2 separate regions of the Cyprinus carpio genome follow, and region 1 is linked to region 2. A link is a contact called in public Hi-C data. All regions are on one chromosome and are shown on one strand. Each heading gives the region's core, a stretch centred on a gene start, on an enhancer-like site or on the middle of the called end of the contact. The rest is flanking DNA. Distances are from core to core; before and after follow the strand shown. Region 1 holds the start of LOC109107121 (palmitoyltransferase ZDHHC18-B). Region 2 has its middle 22 kb from the start of LOC109111495.

What was found. A called contact is a pair of places that touch in the nucleus more often than the background predicts.
Region 1: a Hi-C map of red blood cells shows a contact between it and region 2, with 4 times the contacts expected there. The contact joins the promoter of LOC109107121 here to the enhancer-like site in region 2. A contact is called at or near these places in 5 of 8 Hi-C or Micro-C datasets (liver, red blood cells and skeletal muscle).

What each region holds. Positions count from the first base shown.
Region 1 is chrA19:1,497,372-1,503,297 of ASM1834038v1, forward strand. LOC109107121 (palmitoyltransferase ZDHHC18-B) reads left to right here and starts at 1,360. Exons shown (of 9, transcript XM_042776031.1): 1 at 1,360-2,063; 2 at 3,431-3,591. The coding sequence starts at 1,825.
Region 2 is chrA19:1,402,729-1,408,399 of ASM1834038v1, forward strand. No RefSeq gene overlaps it. Among protein-coding and RNA genes, the nearest start is that of LOC109111495, 22 kb to the right of the region's middle. Within about 2 kb of position 2,958, at least 5 of the 8 cell types and tissues checked have an H3K27ac peak or open chromatin away from gene starts, as enhancers often do.

The DNA.
Region 1 (5,926 bases), core at 110-2,609, 93 kb after region 2:
GGATAAGATAGACAGATAGATAGATAGACAGACAGACAGGACAGACTGGATAGACAGACGGATAGATGGATAGACAGACAGACAGATAGATGGACAGATAGACCGACAGATAGATAGACGGCTCGCAGACAGACAGACAGACAGACAGACAGATAGATAGATAGACAGACAGATAGCTCGATAGATAGACAGACACGCATGGAGAAACATAGAGAAAGTGAGATAGATAGATAGATAGACAGACAAAAAAAAGAGATAGATATATAGATAGACAGACAGATAGATAGATAGATAGATAGACAGACAGATAGACCGACAGATAGAATTGATAGATAGACAGATAGACAGATAGATAGCTAGATAGATAGATAGATAGATGACAGATAGATAGATAGACAGATAGATAGATACATGGATAGACAGACAGACAGACAGACAGATAGACAGACAGAAGACAGACAGATAGATAGGACAGACAGATAGAGATTACATGGATAGATAGATAGATAGATAGATAGATAGATAGATAGATAGATAGATAGACAGACAGACAGATAGATAGACAGACAGATAGACAGACAGACAGATAGATAGATAGATACATGGATAGATAGATAGACAGACAGATAGATAGACAGACAGACAGATAGATAGACAGACAGATAGATAGATAGATAGATGGATAGACGGATAGATAGACAGATAGATAGATAGATAGACAGACGGATAGGACAGACAGATAGACGATGGATAGATAGATAGAAGACAGACAGAGACAGACAGATAGACAGACAGAGACAGACAGATAGATAGATAGATAGACAGACAGAGACAGACAGATAGACAGACAGACAGATAGATAGATACATGGATAGATAGATAGACAGACAGATAGATAGACAGACAGACAGACAGATAGATAGATACATGGATAGATAGACAGACAGACAGACAGATAGAAGATACATGACAGAAAGATAGATAGATAGACAGACCAGATAGGAGACATCAGATAGATAGATAGACGATACCGGGATAGATAGAACAGACAGATTAGATAGATAGATAGATAGATACATGGATAGATACAGACAGACAGACAGACAGATAGAGTAGATAGATAGATAGATAGATAGATAGATAATAGATAGCTAGATCGACAGATAGATAGATAGATAGATAGATAGGGATAGATAGACAGACAGATAGATAGGATGATAGATAGACGAGATGGATGCCTGATAGAATGGTAAAACAAAGATAGATAGATAGACGGACGGACGGACGGATGATAGATAGATAGACTGAACGTCATCGATGGTAAAACAAAGATAATGACACGAGCGCCTGTCCCGCAGCCCGCCGTCATGAGGATCGAGCATCGAGGACTGAAGCGTCACATCCTTTGTGTCCATCATCATCTGCGCGGCGGTGCGTCTGTGAATATGTGCGGCAGATTATCACTCATTGTGCTCTTCGTGTAAATACTGACGCTCGTTCGGGCGTCCGTCATTCAGCAGCGAGTGAAAGCGGAACGGGAGAAGCGCGCCTTTGCGTTACACCAGCCGGCCAAAGCCAAGCCGCGGCTTTATTAAACCTTGTAGCGAGCACGCGTTAGTGACGTCGCCGCCGCATATCGCGTTACGTCACATGCATGCTGGTAAATCCGTCGCGTTTCATCGTGCGCCGATTGGATTGCGATAGGTTTGCTAATAAAATGGGACGCGGTCGGCGCGCGCTTGTGGAATGACACATCCATCCGCGCAGCAGCTGATGTTTGATGGACACCGAGCGCGGAGCGGCTTGATTTCTCCGCCGTGAAGGATGAAAAACCTCGACTATCAGCAAATAGACCCTCAGGCACTCGCGACTCCTACCCCGACGCCTCCACCGCGACCTCTGCCCGAGCACAAGCCCAGACGAGCCCGGAGGAAATGGGAGGTGTTTCCCGGGAAGAACCGCTTCTGCTGTGACGGTCGCGTTATCGTGGCGCGTCAGTGCGGCGTGCTGCCGCTCACACTGGGACTCATCGTGCTCACCAGCGGACTCTTCTTCATATTCGAGTAAGTCCGCTGCCTCGGGCTGGGATACTAGTCTGGAGGGGTTAGAGAGCATCTGAACGAGAGGAGCAGTGCAGGCCCAGGACAGGCGCACGTGCAGCTCAGCTCACAAGTAAACAATAAATAAAACCCTCGTACACGTCTAAATGCACACCTGCTTCCAAATGCATTTGAATTAGGACGCGTTTGTTAATTAAAACTAGCTGACATATTAAAAACAGAGTTCACTTACTCGAGAAAATGGTCGTATTTTGTTCATGAACCTGCATGACTTTCGTGTGTGTAACATAAAGATTTGTTTGCTGTCTGTCCAGCAGTGCGGGGTAGATTTCTGATTACACATTACATGACAAATCTGTAAGTAGTAACGTAATGCATTACACTTTATAGGTAACACAATCCGATTACTTTTAGATGACCTTTGACATTTTAAAATGCAATAATTTAAATTATTTATTGACTTATGAATATTTGAATTATTTTGGATTATTTATTGCCATGTGTGAATAATATGTTATCATGTAAATACGAGTATTTTATGTAGGCTAATATAATCTTAATTACAGCTACTGACTACAGATCTTTGCAGTCTGATTTCGCAGCACTGCTTATTCTTCAAGAAATCTTATTTTGTGTTCACAGAAGAAGGAAATGGAAATAGAAATTTTCATTTTTTTTTTAAATCGAGCATAAACTACATAATGAAGATAATATTGAACTGCAACTGCAAGATAAACAGTAGGTTTCCATTGTGTCAACTTACCCCCTTTTTTGTGACCGCATGCCCTGCTTCCATAGCAATGTAGTCCCCCAATATAGCTCTCTTCTGTGTTATAAGAGCTCATTAAACTGTCTGCAATTGTTCCATTTACAATAATAACTAACTGGAAATATTCTGTATGCAAGATTAATACTGAGAACGAACTCTGAGAACTATTCACTGGAGCAGAATGTGATTCATGCAGTAATTGAGATGGCTGTATGAATCTTCATGTGAAATGTACTGTCTCTCTCAGGACATTATTTGTACCGAGGCCACTTTTAGGGACTTAATTAATGATGTATGGTTACTTAAAAGTGGCTCACTTAATTTTGGTGTTAATCATGCCTCTCATTTTAAAGCTTTTCCCTGTGGATGCCGCACATTAAGTAGAGACTGAGTTTGATTCTATAGTTCAAATCTTTATATTATTGCACTAGCGCTGCAACGCTTTAGACATCAGTTCTTGTGCGGATTCTCTTGATAGGGCCATTGTTTAGCGTTAGACTATAGAATCTGCAGAGCTGCAGGGAATGGAGCAGCGCAGTATTTTAAAGCCTCCTTGTTCCACAATCAGTGTTTTCCTGACTGAGGCGTTGTGTGGTTCCAGCTGCCCGTTCCTGGTGGAGCACCTCACCGGCTGCATCCCGGCCATCGGAGGGGTCCTGTTTGTGTTTGTGATCATCTCTCTCCTCCAGACCAGCTTCACGGATCCGGGGATCCTGCCCCGGGCCACACCAGAGGAGGCCGCAGACATCGAGAAACAGATCGGTGAGGGAGCACACATCTCATCTCACACGTGTCCAGATAACAAGTGCACTGCTCACTGCGTGATGCACTGTACACTCTTACAAAGAAAGGTTCTTTATTGGCATCTGTGGCTCCACGAAGAACTTTGAACATCCGTGGAACCTTTAAATTCCACAAACGGTTCTCTATAATTAGATAATTAGAATGTTCTTTACACTGAGTGTCACTGAAAGGTTCTTTGGGGAACCAAAATGGTTCTTCTGTGGCATTTCTGTGAAACTGGAACATTTATTTTTAGGAGTGTGTATGCTATGTGTACTGTGTACTATTTCAGTTATCCTCTACAGAAATCAATTGGATTACTTTGCATTTTTAATCTAAGTTTGGCCAAAATGTCTTTTGACAGTTGATTATATAATGAGCTAAGAATGAGACGTCTGATGTTGCTGCTGCTTAATTCGTCACTCTGGATATGTAAGGTCAAGTCTAGGGCATTGCATTATGGGATAGAGGGCTCAGTGCAGTGTGCTCTGTTGCTGCTACATTTTGGCAAATACATGAGGTCCTCAATTTTCATGCAAATAGATACAGATATACACTGTAAACATGCTTTACAGGATATTGCAGTAAGGGATGAAAAAATCTCGTTATTCCAAATGTACAACTTTAAAACCGAAAAAGAAAAAAAAAATCGAATGAAATTAAGTACATTATCTTAAATGAAATAAGTGACCCATTGGTGACTGCATGAATTGATGTGAAAAAAAATAAATAAACAAAAACATTACTTCATAAATTGAAAAAAAATAAATAAATAAAAACAGTAGTTTTTAAAAGTGTATTATTGTTAGTTAGTTTTCTGAGCTTAGGGATGGGCGATATATTGCATGCGATTTCGTCAGTAAAGCCGGTTCCGTGATTACCGCTAAATCGCCATCACCTGCTTTCAAATGGATCGGCATTTAATATAAACAAACAACTGAACCTGACAAGCTACGCAATATCGCGTTCATTATCACAGATGAATCGCCTTCGATAATGAACGCAATATTGCGTAGCTTGTCAGTGAACTACTGCTCTGTCTATTAAATGCCGCTCCATTTGAAAGCAGGTGATGGCGGACGAAATGCGCGTGACAATCACATGCGATATAACTCATCCTACTGCATTTCAAAAAATCAAAAACGACCATCCCTATCTGAGCTGTATCTGTGGAGGGGTAAAATGGATCAAGAATTGCAGATTTTGCATTTCACTCATGTGACTGCATTTTAAAACATCAAAACCTGCATTATCTTTAAATCTCGCAAAATTTTTTTCGTAACTTTGAATTCACATTTATCTTCGCGCAGTGCAGTTCTGCTGGTAAAATAGTCATCTCAATAGGAATCCACTGGATCTGTAATTTCCTGTACATGGATTTCGCATTTGTTCCTCTGTTGCAAGTCACTTTTGATAAGTATCTGCTGTATGCTGAAATGTGAGAAATAACCTTGTTTGAGAAGATGTTGCTGAACTGGTTTGATTTGGAAAGTCTTTTTAATTTTGGGTTCTAACAGAGAAAGCCGCATCCCAAGGCTCTGAAAAAGCCTTTGAACTGCTTTGGACATGCCGCCATCTCTTCATTTCCATGACTAGTTAGAGGACATTCTGTCCTAATTACTGAGGACAGCTCTGACATGATGACTGTCACATGATTGTAATAAACACACACTCCCCCAGGACTCTAAATGAGATCTTCACCTGCTCTGTAGCACATTGCAGTGAAAGGTTTGTTTCCCTCTGAACAAGGTCACATGACTGTGGTGTGTTTTCATCCATGCAGTCTCATCTGTTATTTTAGATGTCCTCCAAACAGGAACATAATCTGCCAGTCAGAGAGCTGAAACGGTCTGCAGTTATTAGTTTTGATAATAATAAAAATAATCATCATGAAATTTCTGCTCTGCTCAAGCGGTTCAGACTGATGTGTTTGTGAGGAACTGGGAAATGGAGAAGTGCATGATGCATCATTTACTGTAACAGCATTTATGTCTGATTCAAGACAAATTTACAGTCATCTGGCTTGCTTTTGCCTCTCTGACCTTCACTGGCAAGCTGTTTCTGCAGTAAAGGCTCAGTTTGTGTGAAGTTGTCGTGTTTTATGTCTTTGACGTATGTTATTTCTGACCTGCAAATTTGCAGTTCGCAATATATCATTTCATTGTCAGCAAAGTTGTGCTAAACTTAAGTCTAAATTTCAAGTCAGAATTGAAGTCTAAGTGTCATATATTTAGCTAGGCTTGTTTTTGAGAGCGTTTCAGTATCAATTACAGTTTATGCAATATAAAATAAAACTAAAATTAAAACTCAATCT
Region 2 (5,671 bases), core at 1,708-4,207:
CAAAAATATGAAGCAATTAAATATGAAGCAGTTTTAACTGTTTTCAACATTGATAATAATATGAAAGTTTCTTGAGCAGCAAATCAGCATATTAGAATGATTTCTGAAGGGTTATGTATTACACTTATTAAAATATTTTATTTTATGATATTTGTATTTTTGACCAAACACTGCAGCCTTTGAGCATTAGAGACTTTTTTCTAAAAAATCTTACCGACCCCAAACATCTGAACAGTAGTGAATCCGGCCTTAAATCTGTAACATAGCAAATGTGATTTTTACAGAGTCATCTAGACTTTAACCTGCACATGTGAACGTGCTTCTGAAATTATGCAGTATATCTCAAGCATGCGCCCTTGTCTTGATCATATTAATACTTATCGCAAATGCCACATATCTTTTTCTTTTAGTTGACAGTTCTAATAAAAGTTTACTTCACATCCTCAACCACTAGATGGCAGTGTTGAGTGTGGCATGCACCAGTCTAATTATTGCTTTTACATGCTCAGACACTTAATTACAGCCCTAATACAGAGATATTACTGCTGTCTAAAATCTTTTATGGATCTCATCATGGCTGTGTTTCCTGATAGAGGTTTGCTTTATGCTGTTGATGCGTTTCTAAATTGTAGAACCACCATTTAATTAATTGAGGCGAGAGCACTAAAGCATCTCTCAAAATAGCACGCCCTCCTGCTTGCCAAACACACTTCTCTGGCTTTCTTCATTTAAACTTGTTTCTTCGAAAAATATGAGCATGACGAACACGACGAAGAAGAACGCGAGAATGAGCACAGTTTGAGACACGACTGAGATCTGGAATAATGCATTGATATGTGCTTTATAAGGAGGCCTATATATAATAAACAGCGATGTGCTAGTAATATGCATGCTAATAAGCAGCTAGTTAGAAGTGTTCCTGTATTTTTTTTATTGTCATCAAGAAAAACCATAAGTCAGATCACTACTACACGCAGGCAAGCTGCAAAATATTTTAAATAAAAATAAATAAATGCAACAGAGTACGCAAAATATGGTAAATGGAGAGTAAACCTAAACAAGGTAACCTTTTTTTGATGCATGCCTGTGAAAAATCCTCCAGCAACATGCAGCTATGTTGAATTGGACTTGGTAGCTGGGTTTTCTTATTGCTCGTTTTATCATCATCAGGTAAAAATAATAAGCTAAATCGCTTAAAAAGACAAGACTCCTCAACAAAAGACACAATTTGAGACCTAACAGTAAGTATGAGCAATTGTAGTAGTGATGCTTCCTCAGCAAACACCTCAAAAACTATACAAGAACAGATGCACAATACTCAAAGCTGCCCTCTTTGCATTGGTTTTTGGATTGCGAGGTAAACCCTCCAAACATGACATATACACAGAGAGATTAGTCTCGTATGACCTGATTTACACCGCAGATGCACCGGCCCACTCTCCCTTTGTCTGCTCAGTGTTGTTGTTTGAGGGTGATCTTCAGGATTTGTACTTTGTGATAAAGGAAATGTAAAATATGCCCTATTTCTTTTCATAACGCACCAGATATGCTATACTCCGAAAAGACGATAATACGAGGCCAGGTTATAAGATCACACGGGCCGAAGATGGGCTCCAGGAACTACAGCGTTTCACCCAAGACATCAATCTAGCTCTGAATTCCAGGATTATGTGAAATTAATTCAGTTTTAGCGGGCCGCGGAACAGATGGCTGTTTCATTCAGGACTCAGGCTGGTTTTGTTGCCTGGCAATCTCTTCCCAAACCAAATCAGAGACCGTAAAACTGTCACTTAGGGCCGCAGGAATCTCATTTTCCCCCCACAACTCCAGCCACCAAATTCGACGGTCCCTCCTCACGCGGAGCTGCCGCCCCCCGTTAAGAGCGATATGCAAAACAGCAAAGGCCTTCGGATTAATTGACATTTCATGAAATTATCCCGAGCAAACCCCTTTTAAGATATGCTGAGACTGAGGGGAAGATCTATCGCACACTTTCAGTTCTGGACCTTTAAATCCTAATGCACACAAAAACTAAAAAAAGAAAAATATAAAAATAAAAAAATAAAAAGATTTTAATAGATTAAAACAGAAAAACCCATAGACAAATTCAAAAATGAAATCTTTAATTCATAAAAAAGTAAAAAAAAAAAAAGAGAAAAATGGTTTTGTTACTCATAGACAGGTTCAATAAAGGAATAGTTCACTGAAAAAATAAATTTTGGGGCATTTTTACTCCCTCGTGTCATTCTGTGGCGTACAAAAGAAGAGTTTTTAAAGAATATTAATGTTTCACTTATCCACCACGTCCTTTGACCACCAAATAAGACACAAACACACTAAAGGGTATGTTTACATGAATGAAAAAGCTCAAAACGTTCCCAGTTGTGGCAAAACGTGGCCAGTGTGGCGATGTGACTTTGTAAAGAAACCCTATGCACATACGTATCCCTGTATATACGGTCGCATGACGTCACAAATACAAAAACTTGCACTTTCCAGGCCCCAAAAATGCCATTGTCATAACAGCCAGAACACATAAAATGATTTCTGTTTTTAGCTAAAAACTGTGTCGCCGTGTAAACCCCCACTAAATGACTTCTACAGTGTATTCGAAGTATATTCGCTGATCTGAATATGCAGAATAGAGGCGATTTTCTAAGAATAGGGAGTTAAAAGACTTGGACTTCTGTTTTTGTCTTCCATAGGACTGACAGCATATTAGTGTGGAATAAAATTAGGGCGAGTAAATAATGACAGACGGGCTACTTCATGTTTAGTCTATAAAATAACACTGTAGTTGTGGTATCAAATGTGTTTATCACAGTTGCATTGCAAGGGACATTGAAGATTAATATAAATACAGCAGTGTAACTCTGGGTATATTGTGCACAGAGGCACACTCTCTCACAGTATTTCTCTGTGCTTCAGTAAAGGCGGGAGTTTACAGGAACAGCAGGCAGGCCCGGCCACATCACGCGCGGAGCAACACAGGAATGCATTGTATGTGGAAGAGACAAGGCAAGAGGAGCGAAGTAGTGCCCAAGTTAATTAAAATCCTCCATCTCTCGAATGTCTTAAAAGTACTCAGCAGTCCATAAAAAATAAGCCACGTAATATTTTATGGAAAGGTACTGTCAAATATAGCGAGCGGACGTCGAGTAGTTTTACTGCATTAAACCCCTCAGTGTCACACATACACACAGAAGAGTGAGCCGCGGAGGAATCCCGGAGCTTGTCAGCGCGTGCTGCGGCCCTGAAAGCACACACAGTAAATTGAAGCGAGGATCACACCGAAAACCCGGACTGGAGCAGCGAGAGAAGCCACGAGTAAAGAGCACTAGGTTTCAAAGCAGATTGGGCTTCTACAGGGGTGTCAGACTCAGCTCCTGGAGGGTCGAAGCCCTGCAGGGTTTAGTTCCAGCCCTGCTCCAACACACATACCATGTAGTTTTCAATTAGGCCTGAAGGACTTGATTAGTTGGATCAGGTGTGTTTAATTAGGGTTGAATCTGAACTCTGCGGCCCCACAGGAATTGAGTTTGACACCCCTGGGCTACTGAAGGAGTAAACTAGGAGACACAAGTGGCTGTTTTTATTTTAGGGTCATGCCGAGTGTCTTTAAACATCCCAGGTCCGAGCTGAAGACTGTAGTCTCTGGTCTAGTCTAGTCTAGATATATATATATATATATATATATCTATATATATATATATATATATATAATATATATATATATATATATATATATATATATTAGGGCTGTCAAATGATTATCACGATTAAATCACGTCCAAAATAAAAGTTTTGTTTACATAATATATATGTGTAGTACTGATGTATATTATTATGTATATATAAATACACACACGTGCATGTATATATTTAAGAAGAATATGTTGTTTTATATATTAAATATATTTATATATAATATAAAATATAAGGAATATAAATATATAAATGTATATACATGTAAATATTTTCTAAATATATAATTTATGTGTGTGTATTTATATATACATAAGAAATATACCCTGTACACATACATCTATTATGTAAACAAAACTTTTAATTTGGATGTGATTAATCGTGATTAATCATTTGACAGCCCTAATATATATATATATATAATATATGAGAATTATGAGAGACTGATATGAATCTCATGGAGTCTATTAAAAAAATGTAGGCTGTATAAAAATGTTTTTTCATATGAATTTTTTATATCCTATAATAGGATATATTTTTCCCTTTCTTTATACCAAAATGTATAGCATAAGAAAATTAGGTGAATGTGTAATATTATTGTTTATTTAAAAAGTTTGGATGTCATTAATGGTACCTTTCGTTATCATGAAAGTAATTATAATGTAAAAACCAAAAAAAAAAAAAAAGGCTGTAATGGCTTCTGTGAATGCCTTCCTCATGCTAATAGACCTGCACTGGTGTAAAGACCTGTGAGGAACCCCTGTCGGGTTTTGGCATCCAAGCACACTAGACAAGGGTTCCTCACATTCATTTCTGTCATTTGACTCAAGTATTTGGGATTCCCGGCCAAATCTTTCTGCTTCCTGTCGATTAGCTCCTGCTATTCTGACTCCAGGAGCGTGTGCCAATAACATGGCTCTCTGGCACAGACGGGCTCCTCAGAAACGCCTCGTCATGAGGAATGCGACGGGAATTCAATCAAACATTTGGGCACCTCTGAACACCGGCAGCGTGTCACCTTTTACTTTATACTGAAGAATTAAGACAAGTCAGTTCCCTTTATGTGCTGCTTCCAGACATTCAGACCTTTTATTTTCCGGTCCAGCTGCATGCTGCAAAATAAATCAGTGTATAAATGAATGAATTAATGAATAAAAATACATTTTCTGTGTGCATTGGATGCCCTGAAAGTGTACAAGTGAGTTTAAAAAGTTAATAAATAAATACAGAAAATTCCTTTTCAATTCCCCACAATTCACTTATATATTTTCCCTTTCTTTATACAAAAATAAAAGTTATATTTATAGCATAAGAAGGCCATTTCAGGACAATTAAGCTGATTTTACCTCATAATTCTCATTACTTTTGTTGCAAAACAAATATTATTTAATTATGTTTCGCAAGAAAATATTCTTCAAATTTTTTATTTAATTAAAAATCGAATTTTATGTGTTACTTTGCAATTATTTATGAAATTATCTAATAATAATAATTAAAAAAAATTAAACCAAAATAAAACACTAAACCATTTTTTTTTCAGTGTAGCATTAAAAACAACTCTTCTTAAAAGATGACAAATCCAAACTGATGTAAACAAACAAGCTTCAGTCTACCCACATGCTTTCGCTGTCCCTGATCTGAACTTTCAAGGCCTGGACGCTTTTGTCAGCTAAGCAAAAGGTCAACATCCTTATCCCTCACGCTGGACGTGTTTCGATTCCTCCTGCATTAGCATAAGCCACATCCATGCTGTTTTATCCTTAACACCCCCCACGTCTTCCCCTCCCTCCATTCACCGTCCTTGTCCTCTTCCTGATTGTCACGTCTGGGTGTCACAAAGTGCTGCCAGGGCGGCTGGGTCGCCCCTCCTCTGCTCGCCCAGCTGTCGCTGGTTACATAATAGCAAGGCCTTGTTGTGCTTGGTGTCTGGCTTTGTGCGCCTGTCACTGAGCATGATTGTGGGTGA